Regions from separate parts of the Mus musculus genome. Here region 1 is linked to region 2. The links are chromatin contacts, called in public HiChIP or PLAC-seq maps. All regions are on one chromosome and are shown on one strand. Each heading gives the region's core, a stretch centred on a gene start, on an enhancer-like site or on the middle of the called end of the contact. The rest is flanking DNA. Distances are from core to core; before and after follow the strand shown.

What was found. HiChIP or PLAC-seq counts read pairs in DNA pulled down with a chosen protein or histone mark.
Region 1: a contact with region 2 is called in an H3K4me3 HiChIP or PLAC-seq map of craniofacial prominence, with 2.1 times the contacts expected there. The contact joins the enhancer-like site here to the promoter of Uncx in region 2. A contact is called at or near these places in 3 of 39 promoter capture datasets (cranial neural crest, embryonic stem cells and trophoblast stem cells), 13 of 484 Hi-C or Micro-C datasets (the F1.1 cell line, the G1E-ER4 cell line, the HL-1 cell line and 8 more), 9 of 115 datasets of contacts at active chromatin or transcription factors (craniofacial prominence, differentiating embryonic stem cells, embryonic forebrain and 5 more) and 2 of 9 other capture datasets (adipose tissue and pancreatic islet).

What each region holds. Positions count from the first base shown.
Region 1 is chr5:139,582,879-139,587,741 of GRCm38.p6, forward strand. No RefSeq gene overlaps it. Among named protein-coding and RNA genes, the nearest start is that of Uncx, 41 kb to the left of the region's middle. Within about 2 kb of position 2,558, at least 33 of the 459 cell types and tissues checked have an H3K27ac peak or open chromatin away from gene starts, as enhancers often do. A contact at or near this core is called in the N1E-115 cell line, cerebellar granule neurons, embryonic forebrain and 2 more, where this site is marked.
Region 2 is chr5:139,540,760-139,545,771 of GRCm38.p6, forward strand. It overlaps Uncx (UNC homeobox), which reads left to right and starts at 3,139. Exons shown (of 3, transcript NM_013702.3): 1 at 3,139-3,520; 2 at 3,696-3,871. The coding sequence starts at 3,235. 4930500L23Rik (RIKEN cDNA 4930500L23 gene) reads left to right here. Exons shown (of 4, transcript NR_040701.1): 4 at 383-580.

The DNA of each region.
Region 1 (4,863 bases), core at 1,308-3,807, 42 kb after region 2:
ATCTTAACTTTGTTACCTTTGAGTATGTCCTGGCATCTGGCTCTCTCTACGCATAGAATCACCCTTCACCCAGGAACAGGCTGGGTTCACTGAAGGACTCCAGACCCAGAAAGAGGCAGTACCCACAGCACAGGGCAGCTCCCTCTGTGTGCCCATCCCTAGATTGTCCATTTGTAAACCTACCCATAGATTTTCCTATGGATAACAGGTAACAAACCCAGATGCAGGCTTAGAAATGGGCACCCAAGCCCCTCTCTGATTATAAAAGCTCAGCTGATCTGGACATGGAAATGCACTCCTGTCATCCCAGCATTCTTGAGGCTGAGGCAGGAGGATCTCCAGCTCAAGGACAGCTTGAGTTAACTATGAAGATCCTGCCTTAACCTTCCTCACCAAAGAAGGAAATATCTGGAGAATACACAAGTGTCCCAAGGGCTGGCAAGATGGACCCGCTGCTGAAGGTGCTTGTGGTGTATGCCTGACAACCTGAGTTTGGTCCCAGGGACTCATGTGCTGACAAGAGAGAAGACACCGCAAGTTGTCCTCGGACCCCCACACATGTGCTAGGGCACCAGCATACTCCAACTCCCGCAATAAAGACACTTCCAGACAATCTGTGGTGGGGACAGACCCAGAATGTTCCAGATTGGAGGGAGGGAGTCTTGTCTGAGGTCCTGGGGTACATGGGATGGGGGATGATCCTTCCCTGGAAGCCCCAGTCTAGCACGCTAAAGCCCTCACTGGGTGTTGAGCCGAGCTTCTCTGCCATCAGGGCTCAGTCTCCTCCTCAGCGGCTCCCCAGAGCTCAGAGTGGTAAGAACATGCCAAAATAGAGCACACACTCACTAAATGATGCTGATTACCTTAATAGACCCTACTTTTAATTTTTAATATTCATTCATTCATCATTCATTCATTCATTCATTCATTCATTCATTCATTCATGTGGGCAAATGCAAGCCATAGCTTGTGCGTGGAAATCAGAGGACAACATATAGGAATTGATTCTCTCCTTCCACCATGTGGGTCCCAGAGATGAAACTCAGTTCTTCAGGCTTGGTGGCACTTTTGCCTCCCATTTCTCTTCACTTCCTCCTCCCTCTCTCTTCTCCTCCCTCTACCCACTGAGCCTTGTTGGTGACTCTGTAATGGTTATTTTGAAACATCCCCTAAGGTTCTGAGGCGCTTATCTGGGACTCTGTCACGAGGTCATGAGGCCATCTTCTGCTTGGGAAGACATATTCTACACCCCTGCCAGTCCTTGGAGATCTTGTCTTTACCACCACTCTGGGGACCTCAGCGTGCTTCTTATCATAGGCCCCTGAAGGACATGGCCACAGGTGGCTCGCAGTGTAATGGGCCACACACACACACACACACACACACACACACACACACACACACACACTCCAGCTCCTGGCCTGTGGAGAAGCCTCTAGTTTTCAGTGCACATAGCCACTGATGCCCCTACAGATGACCTAGTGTCTCTGAGTGGCTTTGGGGAGTTAGGACCAAGTCTTATACCACAACTCTCAATGTCTGCATCCCTTCCACTGCAGCCAGAGCTTACCCAGCGGGTCTCAGCCCCAGGGAGCCTAAACTCTGGAAGGAGCCCCAGTCACAGGGTATCTTGTTTCTTCACTGCTGCAGACTGGTCTTGTATTCTCATTAGAAGTGGTCAAGGGTATATGGGAGGTTTGGAGGAGGATTCTGAGGTCTGGTGGGAACTCTAGGCTCAGACAGAACCCAGCAAACTGCCCTCAGGAGGCTTGGGCTCTGGTCCTTGGCCCCTGTGAGTGTCCATAGCAACCATGATAAACAGGGAAGGTGCCCTTCCAGTGTGTATCGGATGCCTGCCTGGGAGCTTGGCCTCTGGCGTCCGCTTGAAAAACCCGGTCCCTTTAGCCCCAGACAATTCTCGGTCCACCTTGGAAATAGCCAGCTCCTGCGTAGGGTGGGAGGACAACCCAGCCCACATCGTTCACCCCAGCACCCCCTCACTAACCCAGCTCTGCCCTTTCCAGCCTCAACTGCCTTCCTCTAGGACTCTGGGATGGCCTGCCTCTGGTTTTCAGTCCATCCCTGCCCAGGCCTCCAGAAAAAGCACTCCGAGAGTGTCTCCCAAGTCTCCGAGCCTTTCCCAAGGGAGCAGGGAAGGCCCTGGAGTCCTATCTGACTGCCCATCGGGCTTCGGGAACTCTCCCTGGCTGTTCAGAGGAGCCATCTGCCGCCAGGACTGTGAGTCTCCCGGCAGAAGCTGCCGTGACAAGTCCTGGCTATGTCACTGCAGTTATCAACAGAACGCCACATCTGCCTACCCTGACACCAACAATGGTAGGCCATTTAGTCAGTCCCCCTCCCCTGGCCACGGACAACAGCTTCCCGTATTATATTTTCTTACTCAATTAGCACTATCGTCCTTCCGAAATGGAGGCCAATTTTCCCATAATGACATCATTGTTAGGGAAGTGGTGGCGGGGCTGGGCTGTCACCCGGTTGCTGGAGACAGGTCCGTCTCTCTCCACTAACCCTGACAGGGAAGGGACGGGGCTTGGGTGGGAAGGGAAGGGGCGGCCTATCCTCGGCCACCCCGTCACCTCCGACCACAGACATTGTTTCCGACAGTTCTCAGGAGCAGTGTGGCGGAAAATTGAGTCCAGATTCATTAGGGTTGCCAGTGTGCCGCTCAAGTCAGTTAAATTGATACATTTCCTAACGAAATTGAAGTGCTTTGTGCTGCCAGCGGAAAGCCGGGTGACCCGCCTCGGCCCGCTGAGCAGCCGAACGCGCTGACGGATCCATTAGGCGGCCCAGCCCCGGCCCTCTCCCTCCGTTCCCGGCCTCGGCGCTGTAAATCTCAGCCAATTTCAGCCCTAATCATCATTATAAACGCTTCCTCCCTTCCTCTCAACGCCCCTGCCCGCGCCTCCGCCTCCATCACACACACACAGTCCCTGGTGTCACCAAGCCTTGCAAGCTTGCAGGGTCAGCAGACCCGGTCTGGTGGGGGTACCAAGACCCCTACATCCACCAAACGACTCCCAATGGGAGAAGGGACTCGTTCCATAGGCAGTGGACCCATTCTGCAGATGGGGAAACTGAAGCAGGGGGAAGTGGGAAGGGGCACTGTGGGGACTGGGGATGCTTCTCCTTGGTAAGGTGCTTGTCTGGCATTCCTGAAGCCTGGGGGTTGGTTGAATCTCAGCAACAAATAAATTGGGTGTGGTGATGTGTGCCTGAAGTCCTAGCATCCCAGAGATGGAGACAGGAAGGTCAGATGTCCAACAACATCCTTAGCTACACAGTGAGTTTGAGGCCAACCCAAGCCATACAAGTTCCTGTATAACAAATAACAAAAACAAGAAAAAAATTAAAAACAACATAGCACATTTTTGTTTGTTGAGACAACTTTGTAGTTCTGGCTGCTTGAAACCCACTATGTAGATCAGGCTGGCTTCGAACTCTTGGGTATTCTCCTGCCTTTGTCTCCCAAGTGCTTGGATTAAAGGCGGCGGCCACTACCAGTCCCATTTTTTTTTTTTTAATGGAAGTACCTCGAGACTGTCTATACATGTCAGGTGGGCATCATTCAGAGAGAGGGATAGAACATTCTAGAATGCCCCTGTTTTCCTCCCCAAGTCAATGTACTCCAAGAGGGTAACTGTTGATATCCCAACTTTTATCACTTGTTATTCTTTTTTCATTCTTGAAACAGGGTCTCTTGGATAACCAAGCTGGCTTTGAACTCATGGCAATCCTCCTGCCTCGCCTTTCTGAGTACTGGGTTATAGTTGCACCAGCACACTGAGTTATTACTTTATTTTGTCGTTGCTTTTTTTTTTTTTTTTTTTTTGGCAAGGCTGAGGATGGACCCAGGGTCTCCTCATTACAGACACAAGATCTCCCTCTAAGCTCCACCCCGCAGCCCTGTCACTCATTGTTGGGCTCTGTATGCACAGAATCTAGTTCAGGTCTTCTTTGGTTTAGATTGCATGGCTGAATGTAGAATTTATGAGACTCCCATATTCTTTGTGGCAATGCAACCTGTCCATTTTCACTGCTGTATAGTACTCCATCATGTTCCTGTACTGAAGTCTGCCTAATCTCCTTCCTCCCTTGCAGCTTTCTGTCCGAGGTTGTGGTGAGTAAGTCTGTGGCTGACGGGTCTTCTGAGTCTTGGCAGTTATTTTTTCTCTCTGCTCTACCTCCTCAATCCCTCCATCTCTGTTCACAGAGCTTGCCTCCTTGCCCTTCCAATCCCTCCTCCCCTTGCCTTTCCTCTTTGCCTCCCTTCTTTCCTCCCCTCCTCGTCCTCCCGTTTCTCTTCGCTCCCTTCTCCCTCTCTCTTCTCCTCCCTCTTCTTCCTCTTTCTTGTCCACAAAATTGAACAGGAAATTCTATACTACCATGAAGATGGAGAGGCAGGAGGTGGGACTTCTGTAGGGGATTTACACCTTTTAGAAGTCCCTAGGACAGAGCCACACTATGGCATCAGGAGGCTCCAGAGAGTCATCCCACAGAGTGGCCACAGACCCCTGAGCTGTGGAAGGTGGCTGTAACTTACATGTAAAATACATACCAGTCACTACCAACTGCGTTGATATTTTTACATGGACTATATCTTTAAGTAATATTTTGTATCCACTATGATAAATTATTATTAAGCAAGATATTTGCATCAACCTCACCTACTTATTTGTACAGTTATTTATTGTATTTTATGTGTGTTTGTGCACCACATACATGCAGTACCCACAGAGGCCAGAAGAGGGCATCAGATCGGTGGGAATTGGAGTTACAGGCAGGCGCTGAGAACCAAACCTCTATCCTCAGCAACAGCAGCAAGTACTCTTTTTTTTTTTT
Region 2 (5,012 bases), core at 1,889-4,388:
CTGTAGAAAAAGGGATTTAAACGCGGCGTCTCCCAGGACCGCGTGTCAAGGGCTGCTTCCCATTGAGCTGTTTGGAGGAACCGGGCCCCTGCAATGGAGGGGGCGGGGCGGCGGGGCGGGGGGGGGGAGCCCTTTAAAGCGACCGCTCCAGAAAGCCGCAATTGACAAGGAAGCAATTATGAAATTTTGATGTTCAAGATCGGATGGGGGGGGGGCCGGGGGCACGTGCGCGCTCCAGTTGGAGCCAAGTGACTCCCCGCCGCGCCACTGCCAGCCCGAGGGCCTCTGAAGAGCTCTCGAGACGGGCGGGGTCGTCTCGGCCACCCCCACTGTCATTAAAGTCCCCCACTCCAACGCTTGAGTTTTTTCTTTTTTCTTTTAGGGTCCCGGGCACAAGAGAAAAAAGAGAGAGAGAGAGGAGAGAGAGAGAAAGAAAAAAGCCACTGGGCGATTGAAATGGTCGCATTGAGATGCGTGGAGCCGGCTGCAGCGCGCGGACTCACTCAAGGGGTCAAGTGACGGACGGATTGTTCGCTCCTTCATAATAATATTAATTAAACAATTTGCATGCTAATAAGGTAACAATTATCAGGGCCTCTGTTGAAAGATTCAGGTTATTACAACACGCCAATCTGAAGGCCAGGGGTCAGAGAGTGAGAGGCGAGCGAAATTTCAACTCAAATTAACATTCTGTCAGCTCCAGAAAATGGGATAAATAAAGTCGAATTAATTCATTATAATAAAGAGAGATGGGCGAGGAGCGGGGCCGGCGCCCGCCCCCTCTGCTGCCCTCCCCTCGGGCTGGATTGATCACAGCTCTGTATTCCGAAGCACGCGCCGGGCGCATTCCAGATCGCGAGTGCGACAGAAAAGCAGGCGGCAGTGGCCACGGGCAAAATCGAGCCGGATGGGCAGCGTTTACGTGTAGTATTTATAGCGAAAGAAATTAAATTATAGCGAAAAGTAGTGCTCTTGGCCCTTGACCTCGGGATTAACCCTTGCAGCGCCCTTCTAGTGTCACGGGGAGAGGGGTCCCCCCACCTCCAGGCCTGTCTCCAACTCTGTACATTCCCCGCTCCTTCAGAGACAGAGGGAGGGAGTAATTAAGTCCAATTTGGTAGTCCAGTCACTGTAGATTAGAAGCGAGGCCCGATTGTAGTCCGGCTGGGGTCCAGGCCCGGACATGAGTGTTGGGGGAACCACCCCAAGGGCAGTCTGGTTCCCTCTCTGCCAGCTCAGTGGGTCAGGGCACACACACACACACACACACACACACACACAGAGAGAGAGAGAGAGAGAGAGAGAGAGAGAGAGAGAGAGAGAGAGAGAGAGAGAGACATGGCACACACCATTCTGGCCTGTCCCATTTCTTCCTGCTTAGGCCTTACTTTTGCCAAAGCAAACTTGTCACTGTGCCCTGGGGTTGTGATGATCAGGCTTCCTTCTGGGGCAGGCGGTCAGAGTACTTTGCCTACAAATTTAGAGTCAGCAAAAAGCCATCTCTCCAGTGACAAACTTGCTTTTACAAAGGATACATCCCCATCCCCCATCCCCATCCCCCATCCCCCTCCCCCATCCCCCATCCCTATCCCTCATCCCCCATCCCCATCCTCCATCCCCATCCATCCTGGCTGCGTCCACCTCTGCTCACAGTCCGTGCTTGCGGCTTATTTAAGGATATGTCCCCTAATGATTTAGTTTTTGAGACTATCAATATTTTACAGTGGAGAAGGGAATGGCATCTCACTGCGAACATAATTTAATTATAATAGATGGGTTAGTGCCTCCAACCCATTCTTCAGAGCTGACTCAGAGGGAGATTTATTTATTTATTTATTTATTTATTTATTTATTTGAAGGGATGCGTGGGCCATTGGTCACTATCCTGAAGTTACCATTGTCCTTCCTCCTTCCATGCTCCCTCCTCCTCTGGGCTGGCATCCAGGACCCATATGTGTGGGAGTTAAGTGGGGTTAGGGTGCCCCAGCTGCCACCACCCTGTCTATATTGATGGGGTAACTGCCAATCAAGGAGGAGGGCGTCGGGTTAGACTCCTTATAGGTGGGGGCCGCATTTGGCTGGATCACTGTTTGGAGGTTCTTCTCTCCCCCCCTTCCCCTCCTCTCCTCTCCCTTTCTCCCCTCCCCCTTTCATTCTGGTCTCTCCGTCCATCTAGTCCCACTTCCCTCCCTTTCTTCTCTTTTTCTGCCTTGTTCCCCTCCTTCCTCCCCTTCTCTCCACTCTCCGTTTTCATTCTCCCTTCTCTTTATCCTCCCCGCTTTCTCTTCTCCTCTTCTCGCTTCTCTCTGTCCTTCCATCGCTTCTGGTTCCACTCCTCTCTCCTTCCTTTCTCCCCCATTACTTCTTCTCCTTCCTCCTCCATTCTCCTCCCTTTCTTCTTCTCCCCTCCCCTCCATCCTTTCCTCCTCTCCATCCACTTCCTCTCCTTCCTCCCTTTCTCTTTCTGCACTCCTCCTCCCCCAAACCTTTCCTTTCTCCCCCTCCCTCCTGGGCTTGTTCTTCCTCCTCTTTCTTCCCCTTGGTCTTCCAGTTCGTCGGGACACTTCTCTCCCCTTCCTCTCCTCCTCTCTTCCTCCCCCTCCTCCTCCCTCCGCCGCTCGCGGCAGCCCGCAGCCCGGGAGAGGCCGCTGGTAGAGAAGCCCTTGTAGTTTTAAATTCAATGTGACAGTTTCGGAAAGAGCGGATGATGAATCTCCCATTATTGGATCAGTCTATTTGCCGCTCAATGTCTCTCTGTAATTGGAGCAACATCACTTTAAAGGTTCAGAGAGTACAGCATTTCTGGTGAAAAATCCCCACAACACGCCGGCGAATGTTTTAAAGGGAAATCTATTAGAAGGAGGCGAGGGGCGGGAGCGGCGGGGAGCAGGAGTGGGGGGCTCGCCGGGGGCCCCCGGCCGGCCGAGCGCGGCGGTGCCCCTCCCTCCCCACCCCGTCTTGTTGTGACAGCTCCTGATACTGTTTATGGAGGTGCGTGTCAGGTATAATTAGCAATCGATATGGAAAACGTTTCCTTGCACCCAGCACGCCTCTGACGTCAGAGCCGATTAGCGCTTCTTATTGGTCCCAAATTCCCCGGGCCGCGGCTAATTATCGAGAGCTTGATGTTGATAAAGTAAAGCGGCGGAGCGCGGGCCGAAGCATGTGTAGGGCTCCGGGCCCCTGTCCCCGCCGCCGTCCGCGCCCCCGCGCCCCGCCAGCCCCGCGCGCGAGATGATGGACGGTCGCCTCCTGGAGCACCCGCATGCCCAGTTCGGGGGCTCGCTGGGCGGCGTGGTGGGCTTCCCCTACCCGCTGGGCCACCACCACGTGTACGAGCTGGCCGGTCACCAGCTGCAGTCGGCCGCCGCCGCCGCTGCCGCGGCCTCGGTGCCCTTCTCCATCGACGGCCTGCTCAGCGGCTCGTGCGCTGCAGCCGCCGCCTCGGTGGTCAACCCCACGCCGCTGCTGCCGGCTGCCTGCGGGGTGGCCGGCGAAAGCCAGCCCTTCAAGCTTGCAGGTAGGCTGGAGGCGGGGACACGGGGAAACACAACGGGGGGCCTCGGGGTGGGGTGCACCAGGCCGTCGGAGAATAGCGACCCACTCCTCCGTGCACCCCGCACCCGAGGTGGGTGCAAGCGGGACAAGCATCTGCCAGGTGGCTGAGCCTTGCAGCGTCCTGTGCATGCCCGCAGACTCGGGGGATCCAGACAAGGAGAGCCCCGGCTGCAAACGGAGACGCACCCGCACCAACTTTACCGGCTGGCAGCTGGAGGAGCTGGAGAAGGCGTTCAATGAGAGCCACTACCCGGACGTGTTTATGCGCGAGGCGCTGGCGCTGCGCCTGGACCTGGTCGAGTCCCGAGTTCAGGTAAAGATTGGTGTCGCCCAAGGAGTCCGAGATCCCGCACTAGGCGTGCAGAGCGCGGTGAGGCAGGGCCACCTTTGTTCTAAGTGGCGGGGAGGTGGTTTCAGGCTCCGCGCTGCTGGCCATGGTGGGGATTATGAGGGTTGAACCCCTTCTCCCATCTGGAGGTGAGTAACTTGAGAGTGCCGAGGTGATTGGGGAGAGATCCTGGTGGCGCCCCAGTAGCCACTGCAGTGACTGCGTTCGATTCGGGGAAGCCGGGTGTAGGTTGGCTGCGGCCGCGGCGCACAGTCTGGAAAGGCTGCCGAGGCTCGAAAAGCCCTCCAGGAGGGGACAAAGTGGGCCCTGGCCTGGGCGCTCTTGACAGAGGCTTTCTCCCATCCTCGAAGCTGACAGATCTGTTGCTTTATTTCTGGCTTGTGAAATATTAAGATAGAAACATGCATTTATCCATCGTCTTACAAACAGCCGCTGGGGGGGTGCATTTGTGGGAGAGTAGGTGGAAACTTTCGCGGTTAACACATTGGAAAAGAGGGGGCTTAAAAAAAAGGGCATCTGAATTTAAGATTCTTCTCCATTAAATTCCTCCCTCCCCAACCTCTTCGTTATTCGATTTCATGAGGAGTCAGGAAGCAGTATTCATTAAAAAAAAAAAAAAAGCAGCGTTAATTTGGCGTAATAAAATTCCAGAATTAATGTCTGCATAATAGATGCTTTCCTAGAATACAGAAACCTTGGGGTCTGTGTTATTAGTGGGTGCCTGGGGTGGAGGCAGACGCTGGCAAAATACCAGTTTAGCGCCATAGCTTTGCCTGAAATATTTGGGTCCTGGGCTTTGGCCTGCTCTCATCTGTTTAAAAATCCCTCTCTCCAAATTGTTCTGTGGCTTAAGTGAAGTCCGAATCTTTTTTATATCCCCTCTAATATGATAGAAATTTCTGATGAGGAAGTAATCTGGAAATTGCACCCCTCCAAAAAAAAAAAAAGTTTTGAAAAAGAAAAGAGAAAGCTTCCCAGGGTGTTGGCTTAGTCTCAGAGACTTTTGCACAAACCAGGCTCCCTTGGAGCAGGTCTGCTGTGCAATCCTGCTAACTTTATACGGGCCACAACAAAGCCTTTACATTGCTACATTCTGCAAGGCATG